3 separate regions of the Mus musculus genome follow, and regions 1 and 2 are each linked to region 3. Evidence: chromatin contacts called from public promoter capture Hi-C data. All regions are on one chromosome and are shown on one strand. The core of a region is the stretch at or near the end of the contact, and the rest is flanking DNA. Distances in the headings are between cores, read along the strand shown. Region 1 holds the start of Snrpc (U1 small nuclear ribonucleoprotein C). Region 2 holds the start of Ilrun (inflammation and lipid regulator with UBA-like and NBR1-like domains). Region 3 holds the start of Mapk8ip3 (mitogen-activated protein kinase 8 interacting protein 3).

Region 1 (2,700 bases), core at 74-2,573, 2.9 Mb before region 3:
CCAAGGAAGTGGTGGCACATAACTTTACTCCGTGCACTCAGAAGGCAGAAAGCAAGCAGCTCTCTGTGAGTTCGAAGTCAGCCTGGTTTACAAATTATTCCAGAAGATCTGTCTTGTTTCCTCAGGAGATTGGGGGGGGGGGGGGCAGATAAATAGATTATTTAAAACTATTAAAACCATAAAAACCAAATTTTGTTGTTGCTAAAGGTTGTTTTGATTTGCTTTTTTTTGAGGTAGGGTCTCCCACCATAGCCTTAAACTCACAGCAATGCTCCATCTCAGTGTACTAGGAAGACAGGCGCCAGGCCCTAACTTTGTTGCTGGGCCTTGTGGCTGCTACACACGGGGCAACACTAATCACATATCTCAGTTATTCCTCCTGATGATCAATAGTTAATGAGGTTCTCACAGGAGCTGAGAATGGAGCTGTACACTAAGACATTTCTTTCCATTTTAACCAGGCATTTGAATAATGTGACATAATCAAATCTGCAAGTTTGTAGGAACACACTCCTGGTTTGTTTGTTTTTTGTTTTGTTGGGCTTTTTTTGGAGGGTGGGGCGAGTTATTTTGACAAGGTCTCAATATGTATCCTTAACTGACCTGGAATTTGCCATCTTCCTGGCTCAGCCTCTCAAGTATTGACATTACAGGTACATGCAGTTTCTGTATACGCAAATGCTTTCCATCTTCAAGCTTGCTTAAAGTTTTATCATTCTGCAAATACCTTCAAATTGCAAAGACCTCACAAAAAGGGTGGGAAAAAACACCCGCTTCCTAATTACTTTCTAAGAAAGGTTGTCATAAAATTTCCAGGAGACTGTAATGCACACACCTGGACCTAAAGAAAAAGAATTTTGCATACAAGGCGTTTTAGGATTATAAAAAAGACCCGCCACTTACAGAATCGTGGGTAAGATACGTATCACAGTAGTCACAATAAAACCTGAAATGACAAAAGAAAACGTCAGCAATTAACAGCTGTCCAAACAAACAGACCCAAAACCCAACTTCCTCGGATTGTAAGTCAAACAAAGCGTCCTGACAGAATGCGAGGCTTCTGAGCGAGGGTCCGCGCCCACTCTGCCAGGATGGCCGGAGAGCCTGGGTCTCCACCCGCCATCCCTCGGAGGGGCTCGCCTTCCCCTCGGAACGTCCAGAACCCGAGGCCGCCGCCCTGCACCTTCACCAGGACCCAACTGACCACCGCAAGTCCGCTTGCTCCCAGGGCCACACTCACTTGGGCATGATGCTCCACAAGCCGTTGGCTACCCCGATCCCCGCCGCCAGGAACTGACGCACACAGGCTGCGCCGACGCGAGCAAAGGATGCAGACAGGAGGGGTAGGACTTCCGCTTCCGGCCTCTGCCCTACGGATGCTGTGGGTGCCTCTGAGGTTCAATCCGCGCTCACTTATTCAGGATTAGTTACTCCGTCTAGGAAGTGCGTAATTTAGTACTATCAACAAAAGGTTCCAAAACCCTGAGTCAGCAGTTCCTACGCTGCGAATCATTAATCCAGCTTCTCAAATTGTGGTGACCCCCCCAACCAGAAATTATTCTTGTCGCTATTTCATAACTGTAATTTTGCCACTCGTATGACTAGTAATGCAAATTATCGGTGTTTTCTGATGGTCTTAGGAGAAACCTGTGAACGGGTTGTTCGACCCGCAAAAGGTGTCACGACCACTGCTCTAGTATGTACCCAGCTCTTCTGTAAATGAGAAGTGAAAAAGGCAGAACCAAATCAGGTAAAAGTTCTCATTCTCCAAGACCTGATTAGCAGTAAGCTGAAATCGATCAGTGGCTGAGGGATCAAAGTCCTATGCTGGGGAAATGAAGCGGGGAAGAGCGCAGCTGAACATCAAGGAAGACAAAGAAAATGTAGAAGACGATCACTGAGAAATTGATCATTGTATTTGAGCAATTAAGACAGACGTGAATTGTAGGGACACACTCCTGGGTGAGTGGGGCGGGTCTCAAGTTTTAAACCCTGTCTCCCTGCTTCCTTCCTAGCTGTGCAATTTACTCTCTCTGAGCTTCAGTTTCCTTATCTGAAAAGTAAAGGTAATAACTTGTGCAGTTTAAGGAAGAATCAAATGTAAAAATGCTGGAAAGTAGCTGGAGAATTGGTGTAGCGATTAAGCATTTGTTGCTCTTGGAACAATCTAAGTTCGATCACCAACACTCCCCCGTGGTGACTCCCACCTGTCTGCAGCTCAAGTCTCAGGGTGTCTGATGGATCTTTTTTAATCCACTCCCAGCACTAGGCACATACATGGTGCACTTACAAACTAAACACCCATATACATACAATAATACAAAAATGAATTTAAGCCGGGCAGTGGTGGCGCACGCCTTTAATCCCAGCACTTGGGAGGCAGAGGCAGGCAGATTTCTGAGTTCAAGGCCAGCCTGGTCTACAGAGTGAGTTCCAGGACAGCCAGGGCTACACAGGGAAACCTTGTCTAAAATAAAACAAAATATAAAAAAAATTTAAATGTAAAGCTCATAGGGCATTTAGCGAAAGGTCTATGCACTTAGGCCACCATAAATGGTAGTGATTCTATAGACGTTGTTAGCAGTACATTGCCAACTAACAGGTCAAACTTAGAGTCTGTTCTCTCAAACAAAGTGGATTGCCTTTTAACTTGAACTCCAAAGAATGAGAGAGGAGGGAGGAGTCATACTGCTGTCTCTC
Region 2 (2,700 bases), core at 198-2,697, 2.9 Mb before region 3:
CAACGGTAGGAATACACAAACTGTCACACTGATAACCCTGAGCTCTGGTCCTCATGATCTCACAGCTGCTGTTCATGAGATAGACACAATTCAAACACATCCGTAAACATATTTTGTCAATCTTTAATCAGGTTGAACTGTTGAGCAAACTATCAGCAATAACTGCATTTGCTCAAGGTTCTGCTCTGAAATTTGGATATGATAACAATCACCAGGCGATTTTGAGCCTCCTCCCAGGCCCACTGACTTCAGTTGAGTCTCTTTTCAGAAGTAGTTGTGACAGTAGTTATCCCAGCAAGTAGGGGTAGGAGGATGAGATCAAAGGCAACTCCAGGAAGAAAGCCCGCCTCTGCCTCTTGAGTGCTGGGGTGGTTTATTTTTTAAAGGCAGGGTCTAGAGTATCTCTGGCTGGCATCAAACACACAGAAATTTGCCTGCCTCCCCAGTGCCGCCACCCTTGGCTGTCAGCCAGGCCTTATATGCAAGAGCGAAGTATCTCTGCTCTCAGGAACCCAGGTCTTCATACCTTCGGGGAAACAGCTTAAGCCAAGTCCCCAGTTGCCCAGTTTCTTACCCACCCCCATCCCTGTACCTAGTCATATCTAACAGGTGACACTGAGAAAATACTTGGTGACAGAACGGGCAGATGAGTCTCTCCACAGCTGAGCTTCTTAATCCTTCAGCTTCAAATGGAGCCTCACATTAGTAGATACACTGGATACTGTCTACAGTCATTTTTTTGGTCGTGGATTTTAGAGACAGAACAAGATTTGCTAAATTCTAGGGTATTGACCTTTCTTTGCAGAGGATCGGTTCCTCTGACCTGTAACTGGTGCTTGCATTAGGCTGCCTTTATTTTCTGGAAACGTAATGCTAAGGTTGCATAGTAACATAGGCAGTCATGAGAAACTCAGGTCAGAATCCAGAGACTAAGCGTGCACCGCCGCGACCTTGGGAAAATGTCTGTTTGAATACTAAGTCCCCTGAGAGCGGAGCAGCAAGAGTCCGCTCTGTGCTGCCCTTTGCCCTTTGCCCCAGTCCCAGCCTCTGTTCCTGTGGCGACTTCGGGTTCCCAGCCTGAGCATGGGTGGGGTCGCTCGTCTCCGAAGCACCTCTCAGACTCGTGACTCCTCCCACGCAGTGTGGGGACTCAGGCGAGGACAGAGACCCGCCCAGTATCCGCTCTTTCCGGCTTCCCGTTTCCTGCCCCCTCCGCTCTGTCGCGGTGAGGTCACGCGAGAGACGTCACCGAGTTATGACGTCACTGAAGGCGGGCTTTCGGGAGAGGAAGGGGCGGGGTCCGAGCGGCCCCGCGCGTGCGCGTTGGGCGCGGCCCGGGAGGAGGCGGAGGCGGCGGTGCTGCGAACCGCGGCGGCAGCAGCGGCGGCGGCGGAGGCGGGCGCTGGGGGGGGTGGGAGGGGGGGGAGCGCGAGCCCCAGAGCCAGCGAGAGAGGAGCGAGCGGTGCGGTGCGGCGCGGCTCGGCGCGGCGCGCGCAGCCCATGAGGCGGTGAGAGGCCTGGGGCCTGTCTCGGAGCAGTGCGCGCGGCGCCGGCCAGCAGCGGGCCGCCCTTCGTGGGCTCGGGCCCGGGCGCGGCGGCCGCCCGTGGAGAAGCAGGTCGGGGCGGTGGAAGCTGTGCGTCCGGGCCCCCCGCCATGGAGGGCATGGACGTGGACTTGGATCCGGAGCTCATGCAGAAGTTCAGCTGCCTGGGCACCACAGACAAGGACGTGCTCATCTCCGAGTTCCAGCGGCTACTCGGCTTCCAGCTCAACCCGGCCGGCTGCGCCTTCTTCCTGGACATGACCAACTGGTGAGTCCGCCCCACGCGGAGCCAATCCTGCTGGCAGCGGCCTCGCGGCCCCGAGGGCAAAAACACCGGAGCCCGCTCGTGGAGTACTCCCGGGCAGGGCAGGGCCCAGGCCGGGAGGTGGCAGGGAGTCAGAGCCCGAAGAACATGGGAAGAGGGGAGAAGTGGTGAGGTGGAAGCCAGGGGAGTCGATCTGGGGCGAAAAGCGTGTGTTCTGGGAGTAGAAAGCACAGGAAACGAGAGTTGCGAAGTGTTTTCCTTTTAAATAGGTGCGAAGTGTAGGAGCTGAGGATGACAGAACGGTGTGGAAACTCGAGGGAGTGTGTTAGGTGCTGAGGTCGAACTCTGGGCGCGGGAGAGGTCTCGGAGCTGAGAATAGATCTTGTGTCTCTTTGAGGAGATAAGGGCGAAAACGACTTTTGCGGCGGAGGGAACACAAATTATAATCAACTGAGTATGGTGAGAAAGGAAGAGTTGTGCCAGGGAGAAGTGACATCTAATGGAGGCGCCGGAGCGCCAGGCCTGCGACGAGGACTGGGAAAAGTCTTCAGAAAGTGGAGGGAAGCTGATCTTGGAGGCAGGAACTTTGTGAAGACACTGGCGTGCTGGGCAGAGGCTTGGCCTTGGGAACTTTGACGAGCTTACTGATTGGATGGGCTTAGTTGACAGAAAACTGAGAAATGTATAGGTTGGGGGCCAGGGGTTCTGGCTTGTAGTTGGGTTGTACAGGCTGAAGTGGAGCTGTCTCCAGGCACCGACGTGTGTCTTGGTTCTTAGAGCAGCACTTGCTGTTTTTGATAAGCAAGAATACTTTCTCTTGGTCTCCAAGTAGGGATTGTTAAGTTCACTCGGGAATTTAACCATTAGACTGGAGACCATTAGACGGCCTTT
Region 3 (2,700 bases), core at 6-2,505:
AATTTAGAGACTTTCTCAGAACTATCCACACTGAGGGATTGGGTCTGTTTTCATTCTTTTGGCAGGTGGTGCTATCTACATGCCGAGTTTTACAGCCTGAATTGGACTTCCATCATGGAGTGAGTTGTGCTAAGGTCTGAGGCATGTTACAAAACAATCTCTTAGAGTAGGTATTTATCTATGTGTTTGGAAAGATGAGGGAAGTATAGCCCCAGGTAATGGTGTATACTGAATGGCAGAAGCCAGGCATACCAAGTTCCAGGTCAGCCAGTGCTACACAGTAAGACTTTGCATATGAAATTGTGAGGAATGTTTTAAGTGCTCTGGACTTCAGCTACAAGAAGGACTGTGTTGGTTAAGAGTAAGATCTGGTGGCTTGCAGTTGAGAGTACTTGCTCTTAGAGGGGAGGACCTCTGTTCAGTTCTGGCCATCCATATGGCTGCTCACAACTGACCTTCTTAACTCCAATTCAGATGCCCTCTTCTGGCCTTCACAGACACCAGGAATGTGTGTGATGCACAAGTCTACATACAACCAAACACATACACATAAAATAACAAGTAACTTTTTTTTTTAAGAGGATGTGAATCTGAGCTGCCTTGGAAGGCTTTGGGGACCGGGAAAACCACGTAAGCAAGAAAGTAGTTCAAGGGCAGGAAAGATGGCTCAGTGGTTAAGAGCACTGGTTGTTCCAGAAGACCTAGGTTCAATTCCCAGCAACCACATGTTGGGTCACAACCATCTACAATGGGTTCTGATGCCCTCTTCTGGTGTGTCTGAAGAGAGCAACGGTGAATACATTAAATAAATTTAAAAAAAAAAAAAAAGAAAGAGGAAAAAAAAGCAAGTAGTTCAAAGTCAGGTTCATGGTGTCCCCAGCAAATGAACACATATAGATCGACTCGCTTTATATTTCTGTCTCAAAAGTACCGCCACACATAAGGATTTTAGAACCTGGTGTCCTGTGCAAAATGAAGCACTGCATGGAACTAAGCAACCAGCAGAGCGGGAAACAACCAGAAACAGGGCAAGCGACACATGTCGCGTGAACGTTGAGGGTGGCCAGAGTATGTATGACAAAGGTCTGAAGACAAACAGGACAGAGATAGAGAAGCATCCAGGTCACTCCAATCAGACTGAGCTACGTCCTCAAGAGCCACCAGCAACGCAGCCGGAAACGTTCCTTTAGCGTCAAGGCGCTCGGGGCGGAACTGGATGGGGCTCCACCCCCGCAGCCAGGCGGGACTTCCGGCAAGGGAGTGACGGGCGCGGCCTGGGCGGCGGCACGTCCTAAGGTAGCGGCTGCCTGAGGTGACAGCGGCCCGTGGATTCGGGCCCCGGAACGAGCCGCGCTGGCGGCGGCGGCGGTAGCCGCGATGATGGAGATCCAGATGGACGAGGGAGGAGGAGTGGTGGTGTACCAAGACGACTACTGCTCGGGCTCGGTCATGTCGGAGCGTGTGTCGGGCCTGGCGGGCTCCATCTACCGCGAGTTCGAGCGCCTCATTCACTGCTATGACGAGGAGGTGGTCAAGGAGCTCATGCCGCTGGTGGTGAACGTGCTGGAGAACCTTGACTCGGTGCTGAGCGAGAACCAGGAGCACGAGGTGGAGCTGGAGCTCCTACGCGAGGACAACGAGCAGCTGCTCACGCAATACGAGCGCGAGAAGGCGCTGCGCAAACAGGCCGAGGAGGTGCGTGGGCCCCGGCCGCCGCGGAGAGGGACGGTGAGGGACGGTGTGGGTAGCGTGGAGCAGCCAGCTCGGCTCAGCCGGCAGTATGCTGCTGATGCTGATGCTGATGCCGATGCTGCTGGGAGTGCCACTTTCTCCATCCAATTGGGACCTAGAGCACAGCCTGTGCAGAGTCCGGGAGACATGGGCCCCCATTCCTGCTGTCCTCTGACCTTGGCTGCCGCCTGCTGGCTCTGGGTTTTATTCCTTCCCGTCTTTGGAGCAAGTTGCCCTAGAATCACAAAGCCCAGAATTCTACAATTCTAGAAATAAATGCTCTTCGGTTTATGATGGGAAGTGCCTTCTTATATGAGGTTAAATTCCATTTAAGTGAAGTTGACTTGACACAGTCTTAGAGACTACTATTGAAATTAAGAGTCGATCTTGATATTTTGGCTTCTTATTAAGTTAGTGGCCCTGCATCACAGCTAGGATAAAAGCTTTGCTTATCTTGAATCATTCATACTTTCCATGGTTTGCCTTTTGATTGTCAAGATTTTGCTGTGAATGCATGGGCACCACATAACTGGCTTAATCAAGTTCTCTACATATGGGGGGATTCAAAAGCCTCAAAGGATGTGAGGAGGGCTTGGGTGACCTCAGAAACAGGGAACTGGCTCCAGAAACTGTCTGGGCTAGATCAAGGTCACACACTGACCACAGACAAAAGGACAGGCCAAGTAACAGGGTAGACCTTGGCAACAGCTTAAGCCTTACCTTCTGGGTTCATATTGCTGCCTAGTGGGGCAGTACCCTAGAAGTCTGCAGTGTTTGGTCCTTCTAGACCTGCCCTGGAGTTGTCTTGTGCCTGATACCACTCTCCATAGCCCTGACTCTCTGGGGACTTTTGATACATTGGCAAAGGACTTGGGTATTATTTCTTCCCCTTGCCTCCATACTTACATAGTCAAGATCACTAATGTGGAGAAAAAGAAGAAAATGAAGGTGTACTGTGGTAAGGCAAAG

Evidence for each region. Promoter capture Hi-C pulls out the DNA fragments that hold promoters and counts their contacts.
Region 1: a promoter capture Hi-C map of pre-B cells shows a contact between it and region 3, with 4 times the contacts expected there. The contact joins the promoter of Snrpc here to the promoter of Mapk8ip3 in region 3. A contact is called at or near these places in 2 of 39 promoter capture datasets (liver and pre-B cells).
Region 2: a contact with region 3 is called in a promoter capture Hi-C map of pre-B cells, with 2.8 times the contacts expected there. The contact joins the promoter of Ilrun here to the promoter of Mapk8ip3 in region 3.

What each region holds. Positions count from the first base shown.
Region 1 is chr17:27,838,710-27,841,409 of GRCm38.p6, reverse strand. It overlaps Snrpc (U1 small nuclear ribonucleoprotein C), which reads right to left and starts at 1,323. Exons shown (of 6, transcript NM_011432.2): 1 at 1,241-1,323; 2 at 904-946. The coding sequence starts at 1,248.
Region 2 is chr17:27,819,289-27,821,988 of GRCm38.p6, reverse strand. Ilrun (inflammation and lipid regulator with UBA-like and NBR1-like domains) reads left to right here and starts at 1,447. Exons shown (of 5, transcript NM_001033279.3): 1 at 1,447-1,812. The coding sequence starts at 1,655.
Region 3 is chr17:24,935,532-24,938,231 of GRCm38.p6, reverse strand. Mapk8ip3 (mitogen-activated protein kinase 8 interacting protein 3) reads left to right here and starts at 1,255. Exons shown (of 33, transcript NM_001163449.1): 1 at 1,255-1,695. The coding sequence starts at 1,378.